2 separate regions of the Anser cygnoides genome follow, and region 2 is linked to region 1. The links are chromatin contacts, called in public Hi-C maps. All regions are on one chromosome and are shown on one strand. The core of a region is the stretch at or near the end of the contact, and the rest is flanking DNA. Distances in the headings are between cores, read along the strand shown. Region 1 holds the start of FGFRL1 (fibroblast growth factor receptor like 1). Region 2 overlaps FGFRL1 (fibroblast growth factor receptor like 1).

Region 1 (2,700 bases), core at 196-2,695:
TCAACACCGTCTTTGAAGTCAACGAGGCTGAAGTTATTGCCTGATAGGAGGAGTAGCCCATCTGGGATTTCTCAAATTAATGAACTTTAATAATAAAAATGATGATAAAAATATGTAGAATATATAAAAAAGATATTGTCAGCTGCTTTGTTTGTTTCTGGATGTGGGGGGTTTATATGTTTAGTCTGAAATGTTTTTCACTTGGATATCCTATAACTAGATTTCATGCCGTCAGGAATTGCTGAGTAAAAGCGTTCGGTAACAATAATAACAGAGGGTGTGCTTTCATAATCCTCACAAAATAGATAAAGTGGACGTGGAAGCTGCTTCTTGGCCTGGGTGTTGGGGTTCTCCCCAACACTGAGGATTGCGACCCCTTCATTTTCCTGGAGGCCTTCCCGCTGGAGCTTATCGAATAAGAGAAATAAGAGCTTATCAAATAAGAGAACCAATAAAAGACATCAGCAATGTTTCTCTCCACATAGTAGAGCTATTCAGGCAGCTTGTTTTTTTCCCTCTTGGCATTTGTTTAGTCTGTTTGGTAGCTCTGCCGGGTTGAGTTTTATCCCGTGCGGAGAGCAGTTATGAGAGGGGACGCATCAGCTGAGCCGTATGAAGGTAAAAAACAAATAATTTCAGCGGCTAACCCAAGGAGAAGACTCCCCAGCAGTTTTATTTTCGAGCTGGATTGCTTCAAGTTTAGCTTAGCTTCATTCCCAGAGGGGCTGCACCCGTGCTGGCAGGGGGGGATGTCCGTCCCCCCCCCGTGGGATGTCACCCCCCCCCGGGACATGCCATGTCCTCGTCCCCGTGTCCCCAAGCCCCGGGGGGCTGTGGGGGGGGCTCGGCCTGTCCCCACGGGGGTTTCCTCAGGGGAAGGCGGCGGTGTGGGGATGAGGGGGGACACACTGCGGGAGCATCACTTCGTGGGGTGCGCGGGGAACGAGGGAGGGGTCGTGGGGCGGGGGAAAAAGGGTGGCGGGGGGTTACGAGGGGGCCCGTCGGGGGTCTGAGGGGGTCCGGGGGGGGGCTCAGCCGCCGCAAAAGGGTTAAGGGGAGCGGCGGCTCGGCGGGGAGGGCGGGGGCTGCCCGGGATTGGTGCGAAGTTTGGAGCGGGGCGGCCCCGCACCGCCCTCCGCGGCGGCTCGGCCCCCACCGCCACAAAGCCCTGCAGGGAAAGTTGCTCCCGAGCCCGGCTCCTTGCGCTCCGCCACCCCCCCTCACCCCCCCCCGCCTCCCACCGCCCCTTCCCGGCCCCCAACCACCCTCCTCCTCCTCCTCCTCCTCTCCTCTTCCTCCCCCCCAAGCCCTTTCCCCCTCCCGGCTCCTTAAACGGGATTCCGGCTCGGAGGGCCGCGGGACGGCATCCCCGGGCATCCCTGGCAGGTCCCGCTGCCCCCCTCCCCGCACGCAGCCCCCCCCCCCCCAGGGAAGCAAGCAGCATTACGACCCCCCCCCACCTCTTCTTCACCCCCTTTCCTTCCCACCCCACCTCCCCTTCCCTTCGCTCCTCGCCGGTGGCTCCCCGCTGGCAGACCCCCCCGGGGGGGGCTGCGGGGATTTCGGAGGAGCCCCCGCTCTGTGGGGACCGGGGACACCCCCCCCCCGAAGGCAGCCCCCCGGTTTTGGGGCCGGGGGGTGGGGGTGGAGATGAGGTAGAGGCCGGCGGCGGAGCGCCCCGCCGGGCGCCGTGGCCGCGGAGGGCATGAGGCGACGGGGATGGGCGGCATTGCACGGTGCTAGAGCCCCGCAGGCAGCCGAGGTAAGTCCTTGTGTGTCCCCCCCCCCCTCACCAGGACCCCCCCCTTTTACCACCCATGTCGCACCTAGTGCCGTCGCCCCCACCCCATCCCTCAATCCCCCGCTGCTTCCCCGTAGCAAATCCCGGCTGGTAAAGGCTTAAAGCTGTGCCCCCTCCTCCTGGAAAAGGGGGGAGCCCCTTCCTTGGGGTGTGTATTTTGTGTGTGTGTCCCCCCCCTGTGTGCCACGGCGACCCCAAACCTGGTGGCGAGGGAGCTTTGGTGGATGCTGAGCGGGTTGCGTGTCCCCTGGGGGCACGGGGTGTTCCCAGCGGGGTCTTTACAAGGGTGAGGAATTCAGGCAGAGTTTAGAGAGTGAGAGTTTGAGGAGGGGGGGGACGCCGGGGGGGTAATTACCCTAAACCTGAGCTACCCCGCTTGCGCGTCTGGCCGCGAAGGCATCTTCAAGAATCCGGATAATTTAATGCAGTTTTGCTGTGGGACGCACCTCTGGCGGGCAGGGAAACCAGCGGGGCTTGGCTTGGCTTGGTGGGGGGGGAGAGAAGAAGGAGGAGAGGGACGGGGAGAGCTGGCAGAAGAAGCTGTGGGGTGCACGAAGCGGCGCGGGTCCCCGGCACGGAGCGGGGCTGGGGGCTCCGAGGCGGCTGCACGAAGTTTGCTGGGTGCCGATGGGCGAGGAAGCGTTCCTCCTCCCCTCCGCCCGGGCTCCTCCGCAAATTGGTAACCTGGAATCGTGTTTTATGGCCACTCGCTAGCGTTTTGTTTGCCTTCCGGACTGGCTCCGTGCGGGATATCAGCGAATTATGCACTAACTGGGAGCTTAGAGCAGCGTGCTGGCCTCGGTGGGTTCTTGATTTATATCAGGCTGAAGCAGAGAGGAGGGTAAAGTTTTGCTCGCCGAACGCCGAGGAATGAATTACAAGTACAGTCGCTGTTTCAT
Region 2 (2,879 bases), core at 349-2,848, 93 kb after region 1:
GGTCCTGTATTAGAGTTTTGCCTCTTAAAGAGAAGCCATATGGGTCGGCATATTGATTTTTTTTTTTCAGCTAGAAAAAATTATAATGACCTATCTGCTGAAGTAACCAAGAGTCTACATCTCACCTGCACTGAGCTTGCAGCTGGCAGGACAGAGAAGGGCTGGTGGCAGTCCTCCTCATTTGCTGCCAGGGAATTTGGGAAGGGAGCTGGACCCACTGCAGACACGGGTGGGATTCCCAGACCTGCCTGCTGCTCTCTCCGGAGCAATCCCAGGAATATCGTGGCAGAGGAGAGGGATGGTGCCTCCCCAGCCCCCGGCACAGCCCAGTGTTTGTGCTGTGTTTGCAGCGTCTCCTGACAACTGTGAGCCCACTTCAGCTTCTCCTGGTAGCCCTCATGTGTGCTTTGGCAGGAGAAACTCTCCAACCCAAGAGAAAGTTGGGGAAATTCAACGCAGAGCGGCTTGTTCCAGCCAGGGTCTCCTGTGAGCTGCTTTGGTTTGAGTGTGGTTTCCTTAATCCCTTTCCTTCAAGGAGGTTTGGAAGATGCAGCAGCCTCCACTTGTGGGAAGTGGATATTATTGAGGGTGAATTGTGAGGAGCTGATCTGTGCCTCTGGCTCGAAACTGCAGCGAGGTGCTGGGTATGCTGCTCCGGTGCCAATGTGAGCCATCTCCCAGCACGTTAGTGGATCCGTTGGCATCATCTGCGGGGACTCCACCAGCCCTTTGCCTCTGGGATGGTTTTTGGAGACTACAGGGAGGTGTCTGAGAAGCTGTGATCGTGCCCGTTTTCAAAACGTGGCTCCGCGACCTTCAGAAAACAGAGGCTGTTCTCTGGGCACTCCATCCTCGGGTAATTACAGATAATTTTGTGGTGGGCCCTTGAAACCTTGCCATGGTAAACAGACCAAAGGGCAGTGGCTTTTTTGGGGTAGATCAGTGGAATTGCATCAGAAAGGAATTTGACCACCTGACATCCTCAGTAGCCTCAGCACCCGCGTGCATCTCCTATCCCTCTGCTGGGAATGATTTGGATATGTTTTACCCTTGTTCTAGGCAAAACCTGGGTCACGGACACATTCAGCTATAAATTAAACTCTTAAACCTCAGACACCAAGGTTGCGCTTTCTATGTGGTTATTGCTATTTGTTTGTTTGACCTGTGTTAGCTCTTCTCAGGAATTTTTGGCTCTTCTTGTGCTCGAGTGCCACATTTTGCAGGAGGACAGGCTGCACACCCGGCTGCTCACCAGTGACATTTCCGCCATCCTTCAGCATCTGCAGCGAGGGAGGGAGTATTGCTGGTCCTGTGAAAGCATCCCCTCTCCTACAAGGCCATGCTGGCATGTCCTGAAGGGCAAACTCATTAAAAGATTCACTCGATCCTTTCCACCTGGTATTTGGAGAAAGCACTCCTCTGTGTTTGGGGCCAAATCTGTTTGTCTTTGCTCATGTGCTATGGACCGCAGAAATGGTTTCAGGCATCGAAAATAAAACCCAACAAGTTGTCTGCACATTTTTCCTGTTATTTTTTGCTGCAGCCTGTTTTTACAGTACTTTATTGCTTGTCTTACTGACAACCACCTCTCTGGAGCCCCTTACCAGCTTTTTTTTCACACCAGCAGTGATTTAACTTTTTGGGATGGCGCTGCTTTTGTGCCTTGCTTAGACAGTGTCCCGTGGACATCGAAGGTATTTCCAAGCCTGCTCACTGCATCCTGTCTGTTTGGGATTGTGGGGAAGTGGGATTTCTCCTCCAGCCTCCAAGTGCAAACCACTGGTAAGCTGAGATGGTACAGCCGGTTCTTTGCTGATGCTTTGGTCCCTGCTCAGCGTGTAAAGCAACGGGTGGGTATTTAGCCACTGCTTTTCCCAAACGTCTCTTCAAATATGGCATGACTCAGGCCACAAGTGAAATGGGTTTTGTGCTCTTAAGAGAGAAGGACCCCATTTAGAAGCCTGTAATTTTAAAGGAGGATGTTTAACTGAACTTAAAGCAATTTATCTCTGGGGCCAGCAAAGCTGGAAGATAAAGGGGAGGTTTTCAAAATTACTCAGCCGAGGCTGAGTCAATGCCTTTTGAAGTATTCCCATGAACTTCCTTGGGATGAGTATTGCCAATGCTGAAAGGTTTTGAAACCCTACCTACCCGTCCAGTGACACCTTTTGAAAAATGTGTGTACTGAGTACACATTCCTTGGGAAAATGTAAGTCGGGTTCACGTGTTGAATACTGAGGTGCTTCTCAGGAATGGGTGTTTTAAAAGGAGATTGAGAGAATGGATTTCTAAAGCAATTTTAAGAAACTATAGTGTCTGCCCTGACCATTAGGGAAATAGTACTTAAGCAGAAGCTATTTTTAAAGATAGTTTGCTCTCTTCTAAGCAAAGCCTGACCAGTACTGCTGTCGCAATAAGCAATCCCTCTAACACCAGTGCAAAACATTCTGCTGTTGGGTGAACTCACAGTGAGCACAAAACAACTGCAAGGCTTGCTAGTGCCTAACTCAGAGCTTGTACAATGCTTTGGGATTCAGAATGTGAAAGGCATTTCTGAACCACCTCTGAATATGAGCTGTGACCTCTGTAACAGTGTAATACAAATTAATAGGAACATGGAAGGTGGGGCCTGAGACAGTTCCAAGACTACAGTAATTTTTTTTTAATTTTTTTCTTCTGCTTTAAGAGAACTCTGAGCTCAAATATCGGGAGCACTGTCACTGGATGTAGTCCATGCATGCAGTTGCCGTTGGTCGTGGTGGGAAATCGGTGGAATTACCCGGAAAGAATGCATGTGAGTCAGGAGCAGGGTGCTCTGCCCACGTTGCAGGGAGTCACCCTCATACCCTGTTGCAGGGAGTCACCCTCTTCAGCTTTAG

The links. Hi-C and Micro-C count contacts between places; a contact is called where the count stands out from the background.
Region 2: a contact with region 1 is called in a Hi-C map of liver, with 7 times the contacts expected there. The contact joins the enhancer-like site here to the promoter of FGFRL1 in region 1. A contact is called at or near these places in 2 of 7 Hi-C or Micro-C datasets (both in liver).

What each region holds. Positions count from the first base shown.
Region 1 is chr4:6,577,539-6,580,238 of Taihu_goose_T2T_genome, forward strand. It overlaps FGFRL1 (fibroblast growth factor receptor like 1), which reads left to right and starts at 1,446. Exons shown (of 7, transcript XM_048048078.2): 1 at 1,446-1,762.
Region 2 is chr4:6,670,408-6,673,286 of Taihu_goose_T2T_genome, forward strand. All of the region lies in intron 3 of FGFRL1 (fibroblast growth factor receptor like 1), which reads left to right. Among named protein-coding and RNA genes, the nearest start is that of FGFRL1, 93 kb to the left of the region's middle. Within about 2 kb of position 1,599, at least 2 of the 3 cell types and tissues checked have open chromatin away from gene starts, as enhancers often do. A contact at or near this core is called in liver, where this site is marked.